Regions from separate parts of the Cricetulus griseus genome. Here region 1 is linked to region 2. A link is a contact called in public Hi-C data. All regions are on one chromosome and are shown on one strand. Each heading gives the region's core, a stretch centred on a gene start, on an enhancer-like site or on the middle of the called end of the contact. The rest is flanking DNA. Distances are from core to core; before and after follow the strand shown. Region 1 overlaps Cwc27 (spliceosome-associated protein CWC27 homolog). Region 2 holds the start of Adamts6 (A disintegrin and metalloproteinase with thrombospondin motifs 6).

Evidence for each region. A called contact is a pair of places that touch in the nucleus more often than the background predicts.
Region 1: a Hi-C map of fibroblasts shows a contact between it and region 2, with 8 times the contacts expected there. The contact joins the enhancer-like site here to the promoter of Adamts6 in region 2. A contact is called at or near these places in 6 of 8 Hi-C or Micro-C datasets (the CHK-Q cell line, the CHL-YN cell line, the CHO-K1 cell line and 2 more).

What each region holds. Positions count from the first base shown.
Region 1 is chr2:323,074,382-323,079,543 of CriGri-PICRH-1.0, forward strand. It overlaps Cwc27 (spliceosome-associated protein CWC27 homolog), which reads right to left. Exons shown (of 14, transcript XM_027401531.2): 8 at 2,569-2,648; 9 at 1,707-1,740. Among named protein-coding and RNA genes, the nearest start is that of Cwc27, 26 kb to the right of the region's middle. Within about 2 kb of position 2,475, at least 2 of the 6 cell types and tissues checked have open chromatin away from gene starts, as enhancers often do. A contact at or near this core is called in the CHO-K1 cell line and fibroblasts, where this site is marked.
Region 2 is chr2:322,558,301-322,563,166 of CriGri-PICRH-1.0, forward strand. Adamts6 (A disintegrin and metalloproteinase with thrombospondin motifs 6) reads left to right here and starts at 2,711. Exons shown (of 26, transcript XM_027401535.2): 1 at 2,711-2,991; 2 at 3,251-3,304.

The DNA of each region.
Region 1 (5,162 bases), core at 1,225-3,724, 520 kb after region 2:
TATTATAACCAGATGGCTTCAATATAACTCATCCAAAAATATACAAATCGTTAATTAATTTTCATCTCCCATCCAGCCTCAAGCCTGTCTTGTCTTTGGTGCCTTGCTAAGAAGGCCACCAAGCCAGAAACTTGTGGTTATCTTAGACTCCTGCCTCATCTCCCTCCGCAGAGCATTTGTCCTTCGACAGCTTTCCCACAACTCCCTTTACCATGGCCTGCTCCCTCTCACTTGTTCTCTGTAATGTTGCCAATAATGATTTCTAAAATGCAGAGCTGACCGTGCACCTGTCTTTTTAACGAATATCCTTCAACTGTTATTCAGTACCTTTAAGGTGAAACCCAAACTCCTTAGCACACCTGTGACACTGTGTAAAGCATGCCAGTCCCTCCATTGCCCATTCCCCCCACTCTCCTCATCACTACACTGGTCATACTGGTCTGCTGTTGGCTCCTGGAATATATCAAACTCTCCTACTTAGACTGGCACTGGTCACTCATTTTTTTTTTGTTTTGTTTTTTTTTTTTTTGTTTTTTTTTCGAGACAGGGTTTCTCTGTGTCTTTGGAGGCTGTCCTGGAACTAGCTCTTGTAGACCAGGCTGGTCTCGTACTCACGGAGATCCACCTGCCTCTGCCTCCCTAGTACCCGGCTTGGTCACTCCTTTTATATTCAGCCTGGTCACCTCTCCACACAGCAAGTTTCTCCAAACTTTAATGCTCAGTTTGCATTTCCTGAACAAGGTGTAATCTCTGCTTAGCTTTAGAGCATGCCATGCTATCCGCCTTTCCCACCCCCTCTTCTATGATCCAGTTATCGTCTGGTCTCCTATAAGATCCAAGTTTCTTCTCTCCCAGGAGGGTTTTCCTCACAGAGCAGATACTCATTCTCTCTGATATACCTAATCAGAGAACCCCTCCCCTTTTGACTGTGGACATAGGTAAATCTCTGTACATGCTAGATTACATATTTTCTTTTGAATTATGCAATGTACACATTAATAGGTTTCATCTTAATATTTATATAATTGGAAAACCATTATCATTCACATAGTACAAGCAAATCTTCATTTTGTTTATTTTAATGTTTACTCTCTCTCTCTCTCTCTCTCTCTCTCTCTCTCTCTCTCTCTCTCTCGTGTGTGTGTGTGTGTGTGTGTGTGTGTGTGTGGAGACACACACTTGGCACAGCTTGAATGTGGAGGTCAGTTCTCTTCTTCTACCCAGTGAGTAAGGAACCTGAGCCCCTGTCCTTGGGAGCACCTCTACCTAGCACTGGCCGCTCCTTCTGTTTTTATGACTGTTAGCTAGTAATAAGGATACAATCTTAAAAGAGAATCTTCTCAGATAAATGTATAAAAAGGAATACACTATTACAAATAACTCCTCTATGCACTTCCCATATAGCATGAAGGATGCTCACTCATCACATTTAAACTTTTAACATAATAAAATTATAACATTTCCACTTAAGATTTTTCACATAATGTTATGTGACAGAAAAGGCAGGACAGAAATTCATATATGAGACTGAAATTCTGTGGGGAAATATGCAAATCTATTTGGAAGTAAATATTCTAATAACATAGGAAATTATTTTCATTTTTAAATTACATATATTTGTATCTTTTTAAGGAAAATGTAATTTGTAAAACTTTGACCTATTTATAAATTGTTCAAGCTATATTTGTACTAAAGTGAATACTCACATCTTCTAAATCTCCTGTTGCATCATCCTTTTCACTACAAAAATAAGTAAAACAAATACATTTTAGTTTCAAAGTGAAACTAATACAAGTATTCATTTATGTAAAGCGTAAACTGGAATTTATAACTAGTTTGCTAGAATTAATGTTTTGCTTTGCTTTTCCACCATAGCACTCTCACAACGGCACTGCACAACAGATGGGAACATGCTCAAAAGTAGTCACCTTTTATAAACAGGAAGAGACATGCTCCAGTAGCAGATAAGAGAATTCTCTGGATTTTTTTTTTTTTTTTTTTTAAATACAAGCAAACACCATCAAGCTGTGTTAAAAGGCTCTGGCTAAAGGGACCAAATCCTACAAATTAAAGGATACTAAGAAAACAGTATTTTAAAATAGAATTTTTGAAGATGAGTTAACCTCAGAACAACAGTATTTTAGCTCAGTCTGAGACTGACCATGTATAATGGCCATGTATAATTAATACATTTAACATTCACTAATGTTCCACTTCTCAAACAAAAGCAACAAAGACAATTAAGACAGGTTTCTGTCAATTCTGAAAGTTGTGAGAATTTACACGCAGTAAATTGGCCCAGAATGTGGTCACTTCTTCCGGTAACCTTGCACTCTCATGCTTACTCATGATACCCAAACAAAAATGCCCCAAAGACAGTTAGCAATGCAACATGCAATTATTACAGCAGTTTCTAGTATTCAGACTAGCCTAAGATGAATCACTTATCAAAATGTATTATTGTTTTGGCTAGGCTTAGGAAATTTATGAGCTCTGCTTGGTAACCAAGACAACAACAGAATGAGATAAAGCCTAAAAACTGGAGTCAGCTTTCAACACAGCACTAACCTTTCCACAGCTGGCACGGAACTTAGGTGTGGATCGTCCTTAAGCAGGTCATGGCTGCTTTTACTTCTTCCCTTCATGCTCTGGGAAAGAACACAATATAGTTGAGATAGGAAACTAAAAGTCGTCTGAAAAAGAAAATTAACATATTTGCATGAAATTTAGTAAGGACATAGTATGATTAGCAAAAACCTTTCTAAAAGGTTCCTTGTAACTAAAGCTTTAGAAATAATACTTCTACTGACTGAAAATGGGATTTTATTTATTTAAGTTATTAATCTTTATTTGATTTTATTTTCTTAAGACACAGTCCTAGCCTGAGATGGCATTCAGTTCTCTAAGTAGCTAGACTGATATAGAACTCATAATCTTTCTGCTTCATCATTTCTTGTGCTATGATTACAGGAATGCAGAACCACTCATGGCTCAAAACATACTTTTTTAGGATCATCTTTCCCAACAAAGAGTGACACTGTTAAAAGCACTGTGGTTTGCCAGCTCTGAGTGCTTATGGTTTACACACAACTTATTAATTCCTACAACACATACCGAAAAACTTACAAGGCAGGGCCCAAGAATAAATTGAGATACATGCACACTACTGCCCTTCATTATACAGTCTATGCTGCACAAGATGACTTTAAAAAAGCATCCCTAAGAAATTAGATGAGGTTGCTACTTATCAAATGGAAGACAGACACTCAGAAGCGCATCTCAAGATGATAACACTCACCGGGGACCAATTATCAAAGTAAGTGCTTTCATTTCAAAGTGCATCTTCTCAATAATGACATTTTTATAGGGAAACAAAAGAGGAATCATTACTAAGAAAAGCTACTATAAGAAATAGAACTGTAAATATTTCTGTTGTTATTGTTCTAATGTATTAAGTGTGTTCTTGGTGCCAGTCATAGTGCTAGCAACACACTCTCCCTCTCTAAAGCAAACACAGTGTAGAACATAGTTACATTTTACAGACAGTCGAGATTAAGCTATTAATTAGGAATCACAAAGCTTGCCAGTAAAAGAGGATCAGGATTTAAATTAGTACACTCAGAATCCAAATGGAGCCATTTCTATGTCCTTTAGGTCCCCATAGACACCAAATACTGCAAGCCCTATTCTATATATTTCCCTATTACATGGTGGGAATTTCCTAAATTGGTCTTCTGTTTCACTGATTAATTTGTGAATAGGCCCTTAAATTTGATGGTCTTACTTAAAGATAGGTATATACCTTAAAAAATATACCTCCATGACAAAATAAAAAAATCAAAGATTTAAACATTTCTGTATCAACATGGGATCCTCTATGCTTCAAAGATCAAATCAAGTAAAATAAAGACATAATTTAAGGTTTTTTTCCAAAAAAAATTTTTGCATTCTCAGCCTGTGCTTTATTGCTAAAAATACCTACATACAAGTGCAGAGTTTCCAATTCTCACAGCAGTTCCTTTTTCAAAGAGTCTGATTTCTACAAATCTTCCAAAGATGCACAGACTAAGGTGCTGGGTTTTGTAATGCTTCAAACACTGAATAAAGCTGTTAACAGCCTCTTCTGTAGCAATGGTGCAATGGAGAGTGCAAAGAAGAGGAGTAGACTGCAGCATCTGTGGCTAAAGAACAGAACGTTCTTGTCTTTCTGATTACAGGGATGCGTGGGTCAGTGCCAGACTACCAGTGTTGTTTAAAGACTCATCAGCCTGACAGAAGACCCTTCTGATCCTGCATTGAGATCTCAGTTCTGGGGATTAAACCCAGGTCCTCACATGTACTTAGCCAAGTGTTCTCTGGAGCTACAGCCTGAGTACAAAGTACATTTTAATTAAGGACATAACATGCCATCACCAAAGGTTTTGAAAATCATCAGTAACCATAATGAGAATCTAACTTTAAGGAGTTTGAAAGTCTGGGTTTTTCCAAATACCATGGCATCTTTTGCTGCTTTGGTTTTCCTGTTATCATCTATTTTAATTTGCCTTACCAGACCACCAGAAACATAGTTTTAGAGGAACTCTGATCTTGCATCTTTATTGGTCAGCAGATGTATCAGTATGAAGTGAAGAGAACATTTTTATTTGGGAGACACCTTACTTCCTATTATTCAATGGAAATCAAATTTCACATTGGCAAATCAAATACAGTTCTGAAGAAACTTAAATAGTCTGGTTTTTATCACAAAACAAAAAAGTGAATTTAAATACACTGTTATTTGTAAAAAATCATAGACTCTAAATTATGTCATTAGTCTACACTTGCTATTCCACAGCCTCTTTAAAAGCTCAGGAGTGATGAAAGGGCAAAATGCCAACTAATGACTCACTAATGCCTTTGGCTAACTATGAAGACTGGGAAAGTTGTTCACAAATAGAAGGGAGCACAGCAGAAAGGTACTGACATAGGACAATACCACAGGTGCTGCCCAGAGGGATAACCACCTGGGCTTAATCACAGGTACTCAGGATAAGCAGGAGGGTCGGTTCCGCCCTGGAGGTAAAGGCCTACTGAGGCAACACCTTGAAGCCCCATCTCACAATAGTAACAACAGCAAAAGATAATCTGATCAAATGAGTTTCAAAATCTACTATCCCACAACC
Region 2 (4,866 bases), core at 1,461-3,960:
CAGTACAATACATTATATGCCTATAATTCCATTTAAGAGATGACTTTGTGATGAGAAATTTGAGTATTGGTATTTGGTTACACAAAGAAGTTATCATTACTTTAAGAGTAACAGCAATGTACTTGTTTTTTAAAACTTAGTCCTTATATTTTAGAAATGCAAGAGTACTTAATGGAGGCAATGAAGAATCTGGGGTTGATTTTAAAATGGTCCATTGGTGTGGAATGAGTAATGAAAATATAGGGTAAATAAGATGACTTGTACTTCATTCAGTGCTTGTTACAACTGGCTATGTTGGGGATCATTGCACTGTTTTTCTTATGTTTAATAGTTTCTGTAATAAAGTTAAAATGTCTAAAATGTATATAAATTTTGACACTCCATTTCTTACACTAATAGTTTTTCAGTTCTACACATTATTATAGTCTTAGTTCCAGTATTTGGAGGAGGCAAGGGAAATTAGAAAATTTTCATTACTCTGTTTAGACGCAGGATGGCACTCTTTGAATAAGTAATTAGACAGCAGAGGTCCAGTTCTCTCTGTTTTCCAAGGCAGCTACCTCCTAGGGCAGCCTAATTTAACAGAGCAAATGCTCTTCAGGTAGGCAACAAAGGTGACACTCCTGTGTCTACACCTTGACTACTTTCCTGTGTTTGCTGTAACTCTCTTATACGGGTGCTTGTAATATCAAGGAAAGTTGAAGCTCATACGTATTAACGGGGAATTTTATGCAAAGGCAGCTAGCTCTGTGCTATGTTCATTTTTTGGTGTTTGCTAGTGTTGCTGTGAGGTCTAGCAATCTCAATGTACTGTACACACACACAGCTCAATGAATCATCTTTATTTCAAACTGTCAGTACCAACCACAGAACACGTTTCTATGTTTACTATGCACTGAGTTATATAGTAAGGAGGATTAAGGTCAAAATGAGAGCTATCAACTGGACAAATGCTATTGCCTTCTATCCCTTGAGGAAGTGTTGAAGTAAATGTATTGCTCCACGTTCCCAGTCTGACCTATGCATTCTTTAAACAAAGTGTTCATAAGTTTTCTAGAATAACTACACCTACCACCTCCAGTGTAGGAAAGGAAAAAAAAAAAATCAAATGGACAGCAACATTAGCAGAAGCTAGAAATTTAAGAACAGGCATTTAGAAAGTGCCTCTTCCTTAGTCTCCTCCCTTAAATCCAATTCCATTTTCTGGTTCTGGCCATAGGAAATTGACTTAGTGTTAATTAAAGACTGCAATTTCAGGGTTTAATTTCCCCTCCCCCAACCTTGGCAACCATTAAACTACTAACTCCATACTCCACGGGACAGACAGATAAATGATGCAGCAGATTACACCGAAAAAGGCAACGTTTGTCCTCAGCTATTTTAGAATTTTTTTTCCTGATTCTGATACTTGCGCCAGACATTGTTTGTTTGCTTAGGACAGGGAAAGGACATTTTTTTTTTTCCCCTACAGTTTAACGCCAGGGGCTTTCTCCTAGCAAATGAAAGTGAAAGTGCTACATCGTTGTGGTATTTACCCTTAAAGGCTGGACTAGCAGCTGGTGTGGAGGGGGAGGTGGGATTGGAAGCTAGAAGAACCAGTTCTAAGGTTTTGTTTGTTTATCTTGAGACCTCATCAGGGTTCCTGTGTCGTAGTCCCTCTCCCCCTTAAGGTATCAGGGGGCTTATTTTGGATTTCTTTTCCTTTGAGCAGTCATTGAAGTCTCATTCAATATACTGCTAAAAATTACATCTCACTTGTTGCTTTCCCGGCTGCAGTTTAAACACCGTCCAGTCTCTCATCTGGAAATAATGCACCCACACCCCTTTCCTTTTAAAGCTCCACATATCCTGAAGCCGATAATCACATGGAAAATTTGCAGGGCTCGATTTTGTTTAGCTTTCATTCTTTTGGTGGAAACTTCACCTATTAAAGTATGTATTCAACACACAGGCGTTTTGTACACATGTTGCTTTCAAGTCTTGAAATTTGCGTGCTCCACAGATCTGACTCCTTACAGAAATCTTATGAACACCTTTTAAATGCTTTTATTTTGCAGATTAAGAAAAACAGAGAATGACACCGAAAATTTGACAGTGACATTAGTATATCTAAAGTCACTCACTCTCTCTACCCCTCTTTCCCTTTCCCAAGAAACACTAATAACAAACCAGACAAGACTCTGAAAGAGGTTAGAGGGGAGGAAGGAGGCGGAGTGGGTTAGGGGAGAGAGGTTAGAGGGCCAGAGTTTCTCTCATTCACAGGGAGGAAAAGTTGACATTGTCTAAGCCCTTCTGAATGGCTGGTAGTTGGATACCCCGATTGTACCTCTACTTCCCCTCCCCCTCCACGTGACGACCCAGGACACATGCGCACCGACGCAGGCAGCCCAGGCACATCTGCAGACTGACGTCAGTTTGTTCTGCCTCTGAGGAAAGCTGCCAAAATTTTCTTCTGCTGCAATTGAAGTTGGCTGGGGGCCGGCAGTGAGCTCGAGGGCTACTTCAACAAAACTTTTCCTGCCCTTCCTGCTCCTCTTGTCTTCTCTCTCTCCTGATACCTTTTGATGCTCTGCACATGTTATTTGCATAGCAAAGGCACTAAGCTGTCCAGGAAGAGAGGGCACCACTTCCCCCCCAATAAGCCTTTCCCCTTTCTTTTCTTTCTTTTTTTCCTTTCCTTTTTTGGGGGGTGGGCGGGGGAGGGAGAGAGTGGGGGGGTTGCAAAGCACGTCTCAGGTTGATAGCCTTGGATGTATTAAAAGTATTTTTTTCTAAATTTTTTTTTTTTTTTAACTGCCAAATCGGCAGTCTGTTCCCTAAAGCTCCGGTTAGCGAGACTATAGGGTTTTATTCTGGCTGCAGAATAACTGGCTGGTGTGGCTTTGCAAAGGGGGGCAAAAAGAAAAGAGAGAGAGAGGGAGTACGTGAGTCGTCCAGTGAAATCTCTATTGTTTGAAATTTACCTTTTATCAGAATTTGAAGATGAAAACGGTAAGAAAGATTTCACAATATTCAATGAAACCTTTAAAAAAAAAACCTTGTGCTTTGCTTGTCTTACTAATAACGCTTAGATCTCTCTCTCTCTCTCTGTCTCTCTCTCTCTCTCTCTGTCTCTCTCTCTCTCGTGTGTGTGTGTGTGTGTGTGTGTGTGTGTGTGTGTGTGTGTGTGTGTGAGCGCGCGCGCACGCACACACGCGCGCGCGCGAGTGCTTTATGGCAAAGAGTGAATTTGACTAAATTCATTTTACAGACAAATCTTTAAAACTCTAGACTACTCGCGGATGTAGAATTCCGGGGCTTACAGGTATTTTATGATGTGAAAAATATGCGCTCATTGTATGAATTTACATGTTGTGTGAGATGGACTTGATTATGATCATCGTGCTCTTTTAACTAATCACCGGATAGTGGTGGAGAAAGTAATGATGATGTGTGTTTTCAATCGTTTTCCAGATTTATGCAATTGCCTTCTGCAAATCCGTTTCATGTCAGTGTCTTTAGTATTCAGAGAAGTGCATATTTTATGCCTGTGCTCTCAGGCCAGCAGAAGTGTGCTGGCTGTAGCGCTGATGCTCTAGAATATGGTAAGCTCTTAATAGGCTAATCAGAGATGAAAGCGTGTGGTTTTGATTTACTTTTGCCCACTTGGGCCATGCTAGACTCAACTCTCTGGAGCCTTGTTTATCAGGATATGTCTGGATATATGGTACATGAGACTAAAGTTTAGGGATTGAGGAGCGAGAACAAGAGTGCTGGAGGAAGTATTGGAAAATCTTTCTGATAATATGTGCTATAATTTCTGTCTTTGATAAGTTTTCCACTTGTGCTAGGAGCAGAGAAAGCAAGCCAGAGTAAGAAAGCACACTGAGAGGGAACAAGAGAGTAAGTTTCTTACTCTTGTTTTTATTTGAGCTGCTGGTGCAACGCGTTTGGGCCAAATGCCAACTGTCTGGGTCACACGCGTTTTATCCAAATAGATTTAGCGCTGCTGTCTGGAAATGGGCTGCTGAATGTTAACTTTAGGATCAACTCAACCAGGGCAGCTCAGACTGTTACCCTCTGTCTGGATGAAGTGGAATGGGAAGGGGGGTGGTGGTGAGGGTGTGCAAAGCCCCAGGCTGAGGGGGGAGGGGGGACGACAACTACAAACTATTGCTTGGAACTTAAAAAAAAAAAAACACTAAATATAATTTTCAATCTACTCTCTTATGTTTAGAGTTTTAAAAAAACTAATTCTTCCTCTTTTCTTTTTTTGGTGTTTTTTTTTTTTTTTCTTAAGCTTATATTGATTAGACTGAAACATTTAGTGGTGAATTGGCAGCCCTTAAAATTCACGACAGACGACAGGGAAAGAAAGAAAAGCAATGAAAAACTGGTGCATTTGAAGGCAACTAAGAAAATTAATTTTGAAGATAATTATTTTCACCAAAGTGGTAATGCATTCTTGTTTATATTAACTTGGTGCTTAAATGTGAGCACTAGTGGTCTTTTTTGAAGAATGCTATATTAAAATATATAAGTTGTTTTCAAACAAATCAGCAAATCATTCATTTGACACAAATGGCAGCAGATTATTCTGTGTAGTTGTATGAATATTTTTGTAATTTCCCAGAGGAAAATCTTCTAATCATTAAGACTTGAAATGTTGTAAATAATTTTTAGTTTGGTCTAAAACCTGCAAATTAATCTCTATTCTTGCTGGTCTTACTACTTCCTCTTCATTTCCTTAGCAACCAAAAGTAGCTATTAGTGGCTTAGGGGGGGCTGTGTGCCAAATCTTTCTCTCTGTGGTCTTAGTGACAGATGAATTGAGTTATCAGATTAAGGAAAGTTAGGAGCATATTTGGAATTTGTGGGGAGAGAAAA